2 separate regions of the Mus musculus genome follow, and region 2 is linked to region 1. The links are chromatin contacts, called in public HiChIP or PLAC-seq maps. All regions are on one chromosome and are shown on one strand. Each heading gives the region's core, a stretch centred on a gene start, on an enhancer-like site or on the middle of the called end of the contact. The rest is flanking DNA. Distances are from core to core; before and after follow the strand shown.

Region 1 (4,447 bases), core at 859-3,358:
CTCGAGGGAACCAAGAGAGTCTAAGGGTGTGTTTTAAGATGAGAAGAGCCTATGGTGCTTTAGTAACTGGCAGCATTCATTTCTGTGATTTTTGTGACACCTTTGCCATGGTAGTTTATGGAGTGCCAGCAGATGTCTCACAAAGGTAGCTGTCTGTAGAGTGAAGGGACGCCAAGTCCGAGGGGGAGCACAGTGACTAGTCTCTTTCCCCTGTGTCCTTTCCTCTTACGGGAAAGCAAGGCAACAAAAGCCCTTAGAAAAGGAACAACACACTCATTACTGCATGGCTTCTGTATCAGTGTGTTTGTCTATGTCTGTGGTAGTTCATACACTGTGCTTTGTGCCTGGTGCTGACTTCAAGTCATAACTCTACGTTTATTAACTCCATGACCTGCCCGATGATTTCACCTCTCCGGGAGTTAATTTCCTTATCTTTATTGTATGCTTAATAGTGCCCAAATTATGTTGGAGCAGAGGTAGTGTGTTCACAGGTCCTCGTACTTAGTACTCATTCAAGGTTGTTCATTTTTTCCATCCATGGCTTTCTTTGTTCATCATCAATGTTTTCCTTTGACTAGGACAACTCTGAATCAGTCAGTTTCAGGGGAGCCCTGAAAGCATTTGTTTAGCCTCCACCCCAGTGTGGTGAACAGCCATGGCCTTCTGCTAAGGTTCTTTGCCTCGTGTGGTAGTGGTGGCTGCTGTTCTTGCATTAAGGCATCTCCCCCGCCTGATGTGTAGTAAGTGCTCAGTAACCATTGGCAGGTAAAGGAGTTTCTGAACTTGGAAAGGGGTGTCTGCAACCCTTCTCACTGAGGTCTGAATTCTGTGGGTTCGGCTGGTTGCTTTGTAAGTTAATATATACCTGAAACTTTTTAGTTCTGAGGGCAAGATGATTTTAGGATTTGGACTAGTTATATTTGCAGATGAACTATCTACTCTGTAATGGATTTAGTTAAAAATATAGCTGGTTAGTGCTTATGCCAAGCCAGGCTCTTCTTTGAGCACTGTACCTACATGCTAACAACTTTATGAATTTGGTACTATTCTTTATCTTTTTCTTGTTTTAAAAGGTTTGCATTTTATTTTTATGGGTATGAGTATTTGCCTGCATAAATGAGTGTACACTACATGCATTCCTGGTGCTGATGGAGGCCTACGAGGGTATCAGATCTCCTTGATCAGGCGTTATAGGCTTTCCTGAGTTGTCATATGGGTGGTAGGAATCGAACCTTGGTCCCCTGCAAGAATCACAAGTGTTCTTAACCACTCAGCCACCTCTCCAGCCTTCAGTACTATTCTGATACCCATTATAGAGGTGTGGAAACAGTCTTTCCAAAGACTACACAGTCCACAAGAAAGAAATCAAGCAGACTGCCCCTTCAATTATGTGGTGTGCAGCTTCCCACGTCTGGGTTATTATGTGATGGGAGGGCTGTGGGGAGGCAGATGGCAGGAAGGTGGAAAGTCCTCCAGGATTTCTCCTGGACTTTGGGAAGAAACCAGCTGCTGACTGGTTATATCATACACCTGATACTGCACACTTACTTCTAGTGGGAGGCAGTTATAACATGGGCATTCAGTTTTAATTTTACCACACTAATATCTGTGTGGAGGAATAATTACAACTTTGAAGTTCAGTGTAGTGAGAAGTAACCAAGTTTCTATTAAACATTGCTCAAGCACTGAGTAAGTCATTAAATTCAACTCCTGATGAGTGTAGATTGCTTAATATCTGTCTGTCAGGAGACACACAGATAGACAGATAGATGTCACTAGATGTAGGTAATTGGATCTGAGTTTACAGAGAATTCAGGTTTTGGTTTGATTTTGACACAGAAGTTGAGAATATTGTTTATACTGTCATCTGTTTGTATTTCTCAAAAAAAAAGGTAAATGTCTTTTACAGAAAATATGGAAGAATCAAGTTCTCATATAAAGAGATCTGGAAATAACTTATTCCCAGTCTTTAGAAAATAAACTTTTCTGGCTGTGTGTGCCATTTAGTCTAAGGAATTTAAACTAAAGTCAGGCAACCCTTGCCACCATCCTTCTTCTTCGCCAAAATGGTCTGTGTATTTAATGACATTTCGTGTTTATCAGATTCTTCTAAGTGTGTGAGTCATGTTGACTCACAGTCAGCAATCCTTAGCAACACTAAATGTCTGCTTTGTCTTAGCTTGGTAAGTCACTAATAAAATACATGCTGCTGAATTTAATCAACTCCATGTAATTGGTTGTTTCTGTTCAGACATGCTTGTGTGTGGCTTTGTAGAATAGAAAAATTAACCTGATCCCACAGTTTTCTTGTTGTTTGTTTAGAACAAAACTTTAGAAAGCAGCTTGACCCTGGACAAAGCCGTGCAGCTGATTAGATATGCAGGTGGGAAGAATAAGTAGGTGACATTTGTCTTGAGGGTGTGTCTCTCTAGTGTGTGTGTGCACACATGTCCTACTTGTAAAAGTAAAGAGATTTTATGGGTTGATAAGAGCTGGAATACTAGGTCCTCTTCTGGACAGTAGAGAGATGTTAGAGAGGGGACCTTATATCTGAGATCATAGGGAGCTTTCAACAAGGGCACCTCAGAAATCCATGTGAGGTGTAGTGAAGTTCAAGGTCTTTGTATGTGGTTTGCTTGGAGAGACAAGGAGGGCAAAGCCTACATTTTGATGTTTTAGTGAAGGCTGGGCTAGTAAAGGCCTAGAGACTGTGAGTGACTTTCAGCTCTATTTCCCAACCCCCAGAGCTGGACCTCAGGGAAGTTTATTCCATGGGCTGCAGGCACAGCACCCCTGTGGTTAGGGAAGGCCCTGTTTAGAATAAGTAGGTCCAGAAGTGTACCTCTTACCCCCCCTCCCTCACTGACCTGGTTGCCGGTCTGGAATGGCAGTTGGGTTGCTCTGTTGATCATGACCAGGTGGACAAGGATATGCCATGATAAGAACTGCTTCCCCCACCTGCTTCTGCTTTTCAACCAGTGGCTTAGAAAATACTGAACAAACAGGCATGAGTCAACCCTGGATAGTACTGCATCTGAATGGGGAAAATAAATATCTCATGCTCCCATACTGCGCTACATAAAGACAGCATATTGCCATGCTTGTCACCTAGTTCTTAGCCACAAGTTGGAAGTTATTCCTCCTTAAGAGTCCATGTCCATAAAAGCAGCTTACTTGCCTCCTGCCCTCCTTTCTCAGACCAGTCTCTACTTTTGCCACGCTCTTCTACACCGGGACAACTGGCATCAGTGGCTATGGTTTCGCCTTCAACATTCATATTTGTTCCCGCCTCAGCCCATTATCTTCCTCTCATTAAAGCCTATAAATTTTGTTTGAAGTTGGGTTTGATTCTAGCACTAAGTCACCCATTTCTGCTTAATATACCTTCAATGCTCTTTCAGTGCTTCAAAGCAGGGAATAGTAAGAGTTATTGCTGTTGGTGCATTTTAGCATTGAGTAACAGATGACGTGTCTAATGAATAGCGTGGCTGCTGAGATTGCATAATTATAGGTTTGTCTGCCTTTAGGAAAACCATAAGCAGGCCAGCTTCATCCAGTTAGAGACTTCTCCAATTATGTAAGCATGAGAGTATTTCATTCTAAAATGAAGCCTTCTTCCAGTGATTCTGTTATTCTTTGTCTTGGGGTGGGGGTTGTTTTGTTTTATTTTGTTTTTTTGGGAGTTTGCCCCTGAGTAGGAAAAACAAAAACAAACAGAAACTGTCCTCAAGGGATGAGTTGTTTTGTGGCTCTTTCTGGACTAAGCCACACTTAATAATGTACATGAGGTCGTGCAGGCTACAGTGGTTCTGCATAGTGTTAGAAATAGGTCTGATTGGCATTGTTGGGTAGGTTTGTAGAACAGCCTAATGCTGGCATGCTTACAGACAGCTAGAATTTTATAGTGCAAAGCAGGGATTATCTGTGCCCTCTGGACTTGGTTTGCTGGGGTGGAGGTAGGGGGACATATTTCAGCTAGTTGTACTAACTTTAACTTCTTGGAACAATTTCTTAATTAATGTGCCAGGTGACAGGTTTCCCAGAGGCCTTGAGTTGCTCCCGTGGGTCTTCTCCATGTGTGCATTGGCTTGGAAATCAATATTCATTAAGTTCATGTAGATTCATTCAGTTACTGAGAGAAAGGGTTGGATCTAATACATTTGTAGGATGACATATTGAAGGAATTTCAATATTCCCACTTCTCTCAGACCTTGTTTACCTGGGGGAGAGCAATTAGATATATGTAATAAAAGTTATTTCTGATCATGAGTGCTGCTTAGGTTTTTTTGTAGGACTCTTGTTCCCCACCATTTCTCTATAGTTCTCTTTGTGACCTGACAGGAAGTTTGTAGTAGTTTCTGTCTGTGTGCTTGGTTGCTAGTGTTTAGACTCGTGTACCCTTGATTTTTCAGCATCTGGACTTGGCTGATGTTCTCCTAGCATTCAG
Region 2 (4,447 bases), core at 710-3,209, 1.4 Mb after region 1:
TGAGCTTGAGGCTCACACATCAAAGCTGGTGATATGTAACAGCAGCACCCTACAAGCTACATATGCAGCCCTTGCCCTTGCAGAGGAAGCAGGTATCACTGCCATTTCTTCATTTTACAAACAAGACTACCCAGAAAAGGAAATACAAGTAGCTTACCCTTGGGGACATAGCTAGCTAGGGTTGTGAACATTCCACATCAGACAGCAAACAGTACCATGCTGTGACCTTAACCTTCAGGCAAGCACTTCATTCCAGCCCACACACCAGCTACAATTAGTTTTCATACTTCCAGCCTTTGATCACCAGTTGAGCCATCTTCTCAGTCCCTGTCCACATCCAGGTCTAATCTTTTTCCTGTCCTTTTAACCTCATTTCCTCCTGGTTTCCTGTTTCCCCTACTCTGCCCTGTTGTCAGAAACTTTGTTTTCCTGTTCTCAGAAAGATTATGCTAGCCTCTGGCCTCAACAAGGCTGTTTCAGGACCTGGGACGCCCTGAGTCTTAAACATCCCTAAACTGGATGCTTTGCATTCTTTATGCCTCAACTCAAAGCCATGCCCACTCTCCAGGCACTGTGCAAGCCAGCACCTTACCCACCCCAGTCTTCCTCTGCCCTTAGTCTCTTACAAAACACATACTAGGAGGGGTTTGACTTTCTTATGCATCCTAGTTACTTGCCCATCTAGGAAACCAGTTCTGGGCTAGTGATATAGCTTACTGGTAGAATGTTTGCCGTCCCCCCTCCCCCCAGGAACTCACTCTATGAGGTGTCACATTTCCACCCCGATCTTCCAGTAATCTTCACATTTTAAATGCTTGATAAATATGCACAGCATGAATGAAGTTCTCCTTGGATGAGCCTGATAGTCTACTCTCCCTGATAGCAGGGAGACTGGTAAGAGAATTCCTTCTTCAGACAATTACACTGATTTTTATGTACTGATCTCTTTTTGCAAACTGAGGTGTTCAATAGAACAAGGAGAAACTTACCAGTGAAAATGTAATTCAAGGTGGAAAATATAGGAGAGGTAAGGGAAAGAGAGAAGGGAAGAAGGAGAGAGAAAGAAGGAAGGAAGAAATGGAAGAAGGATAAAGGGAATATGTGTGTGTGAGTGTGTGTGTGTGTGTGTGTGTGTGTGTGTGTGTGTGTGTGTGTTTTGTTGAAGTTGGTGCCATTGGGAGTTGGTTGATAGTATTTTGAGTGACTCAAATGAGAGGTTCAGTAGGGCTTTTGCTGTGAATAGACTTGACTTTGGTCTAAGATGAGGGCGCATGTTCTACAGAGCACTCTAATGGAATCTAGCCACTGAGTTCTAGAAACTGAGTGCCCACGTGATATTATGCCTTGATCTAGTTAGCAAACTGATATGAAGGACTGAAGTTCAGCCCTGCCCTGTAGAAACTTTCATTCCTACCATACCAAGTAGCACTTAATGATCAGGAAGCATTTTGAAGCAATAGATTAGTGAGTGTATAGAATTAAGCTATGGGAATCTGTTGAGGATGACAGATAAAGAATATTTAAAGATTAAATCAAAAGTATAAAATAAAAGCTGTATTTTCTTAGCTTTTGCAAATCAGAGTAGCCGAAACTGCTCTGTGCATAGTTGTTAACTTGCAAAAAAAATGAGGAAGGAAGCCTTGTCTCTGAGGTCTCTGCAGGACTTCCCTTCATGCCTGGCACTGTGTAACGGCAGGCATGTTGCGATGATAATACCCATAAGTGCTGGGTATTCTAAGAGTGCTAAGACACTCTTAGAATCCCATGGGAAGAGAGTGTCAGTTAGGAATTATCCAGATCTGGTTGACCTATGGCATGTCTATGGTTATTTGACCTAATTATTAATTGATATAGGAAGACCCAGCCATTTGTATGTAGCAACATTTCCTAGGAAGGAGGAGGCCAGATTAGTATATATGGTGACACATTTACTTGTAAGCTAGAGAGCAGGGATGGGTATATTCCCTCTTTTTTCATGACTGTGTATATGAGATGACTCATGCCTGAGTTCCTGCCTGGACTCCCTCCAAAAGTTGGACTGTAACTTGGAATTGTAAGCCAAATAAATTCTCTCCTTCCCTACTCCTTCCCTATGCTGCTTTTATGCCAGGTATTTTTTGTCCTAGCCACAAAAAAAAAAAAAAAAAAAAAAAAAAGACTTGAGCACCATCTTATACTAGAAAAATAGGAAAAAAATACTGTAGAATAATTTTCTGTGAGAGTATTGTCAGAAAAGATGGATATGGACTCAGTAGACTGAAGAGGGACTACCATCTAATTTGCTGGGAACCGGAGGAAGATCAAGGCAGCCAAAGGTGATCCATATTTTCTCTCTGTCACCCCACCCACTAGATATCACATTCAGATTCTCTAGTCTTTGGGGCTGTACAACTTACAGCATCCCCCACCCCTATCCTCTTCCTCAGGGTTTGGGTTCACATGGCCCTCACTGGTTCTGAGGCCTTTGGAGCTGGACCAAAGCACAGTGCCCCCGTTCCAGGGCCCGGCTCATACACTTCTTGTCTTGGTGAGTCAGAATTGAAAAGCACTGGAAAATCTTAGGTATAGGAGCAGTGAGGAGGAAAAAAAAAATGCCCTCATTCTAGCATCCATCTGCAGCCTTTGCCAGCAGTAAAGCAAACATTCTAGAACAATTAACAACTTCCCGAGCCCTTTCTCCAACCCCAGCCATGAGCATGCACTTTTCTGTGAATCTCATGAGAAAGGACATGTACCAAATATTGGAAGGGTCCAAAGATGGCTGAAGGAAGACCCAAGACTTGGGTAGTATGCAAAGGCAAGGAGTGTTTATTCTATAGAAACAACCAGCATGAGAGGGTCAACATTCTTTGAAATGGCGATGCCAGACAGAGGTGTGCAGGCCTTCTTATAGGGAGCTGGAAACTCTCTAAAAGGATTAAGTAACCTAAAATTTCACTGGCGAGTGCTAGGGGGTCACAGGTGGTCAGTGGTCTGCATTCCTATGTCATGAATGTTTAACCGTAGAATGAGATAGAGTTGCCCAGCACAGATGGCCCATTCTGAGATAAGATATTTCCCCACGTTTGTGGTTATCTCTGTGGTCTTTGGGAGGGGATTTTTATGACCTTGTTTCTGAATTTTATTGTGGTCTATTCCTGGAAACTGGTGCCTTTTGGTTTTCTTTTCGAAATCAGGCCTGGTCCCTAAATGGAGATATATATATATATATATATATATATATATATATATATATATATATATATATATATTTTTTTTTTTTTTTTTTTTTGCTCAAGTTGTTTCCATTGGGCAGTGGTTGAGGGTTTTTGAGTGACTCAAATGAGGGGCAAAGTAGATCCTCTTGCTGTGAATATCCAGGACTTGTCTCTTCCTCTCTCACCCCTCTCCTCTCTCCTCTCATGGCCCAGTTCAGTCTGGTGGCCTAATTCAGACTGGACCTTTCCAGATACCTCTGACTGATTTTCCCTCATATCTATAACAAAACCCTTCTTCTCAACCATACGTACCTAGGAGTGATCATGTTCTCATTTTCATTCACTTCTCTAAGAAGGATGAAGCATCTTAGCATTAGCCATATGTATGTGCCTTTGGGCTGCCAGTTTATACTTCAAAAGGCTTCAAATAATCTCCTTTTCCTGTTCTCCCCCTTTTGATAAAAGAGGTAAGTACATGAGGTGAACCTTAAAATGTCATAGATGATATTCTAATCTGATAGTGAAAGAATGGCTCAAACACTGTATATAAGCTTATGGGCTGGGCCGTAAACTCAGATCTGCACCTTGATGTTGGTCTCTGGGGTCAGATTTCTCAGGGTTCATCACATGGCTCTGTCACCTCTCACGTAACATCCTTGGTCCTGTTCCCACACACATTTGGGCAGATCTTGCATTCCCTTACCCTCCCTTGAGAAATATATACTCTCCATTTGGGTATATCTCATTCTTTTTCATGCCTTTCTTCTTAACCATCATGCTAAAGTCTATGTTAAAATATCTTCATACATATGTATGTAACAGTGATTAGTTGGGAGAAAGGCCACAAGTTGGAATGTTTAGAGGGGAAATATGTAATTTTGTCATCTCAAAAAAAAAATAATAAAAATATATCTTCAACAAAGTTATCTACTTTGCTTGGTCAAACTGGCTAGTCCTGACATTCTTTAAAGCTTGGAAGCCATGATCTGGCTTTGGCCTGAGTTGAGGTCCCTAAAAGCTTGAGTGTACTGTCTCAGTCTGGTGAAGATAACAGTATCTCTAACCTTTTAACCACTGATATCAAAACTTACCAGTCTTTATAATTTTGTAAATCTGTTTTCCTGTCTGTCTGCCTATGCGCCTACTTACCTATCTCTTCTTGGTTAGATCTCGGTGGTGAAACCTAATGAATAAACCAACTCAGTGCATGCGGTTTAACAGAACATGGACCCAGGCAAGACTGACTCAGA

Evidence for each region. HiChIP or PLAC-seq counts read pairs in DNA pulled down with a chosen protein or histone mark.
Region 2: a contact with region 1 is called in an H3K27ac HiChIP or PLAC-seq map of large pre-B cells, with 11 times the contacts expected there. The contact joins two enhancer-like sites. A contact is called at or near these places in 5 of 39 promoter capture datasets (the C10 cell line, the HPC-7 cell line, the SN4741 cell line and 2 more), 5 of 115 datasets of contacts at active chromatin or transcription factors (the 230-238 cell line, bone marrow-derived macrophages, forebrain and 2 more) and 1 of 9 other capture datasets (embryonic stem cells).

What each region holds. Positions count from the first base shown.
Region 1 is chr15:59,409,918-59,414,364 of GRCm38.p6, forward strand. All of the region lies in intron 2 of Nsmce2 (NSE2/MMS21 homolog, SMC5-SMC6 complex SUMO ligase), which reads left to right. Among named protein-coding and RNA genes, the nearest start is that of Nsmce2, 38 kb to the left of the region's middle. Within about 2 kb of position 2,109, at least 110 of the 459 cell types and tissues checked have an H3K27ac peak or open chromatin away from gene starts, as enhancers often do. A contact at or near this core is called in the HPC-7 cell line and bone marrow-derived macrophages, where this site is marked.
Region 2 is chr15:60,833,457-60,837,903 of GRCm38.p6, forward strand. No RefSeq gene overlaps it. Among named protein-coding and RNA genes, the nearest start is that of Lratd2, 11 kb to the left of the region's middle. Within about 2 kb of position 1,960, at least 29 of the 459 cell types and tissues checked have an H3K27ac peak or open chromatin away from gene starts, as enhancers often do. A contact at or near this core is called in the HPC-7 cell line and bone marrow-derived macrophages, where this site is marked.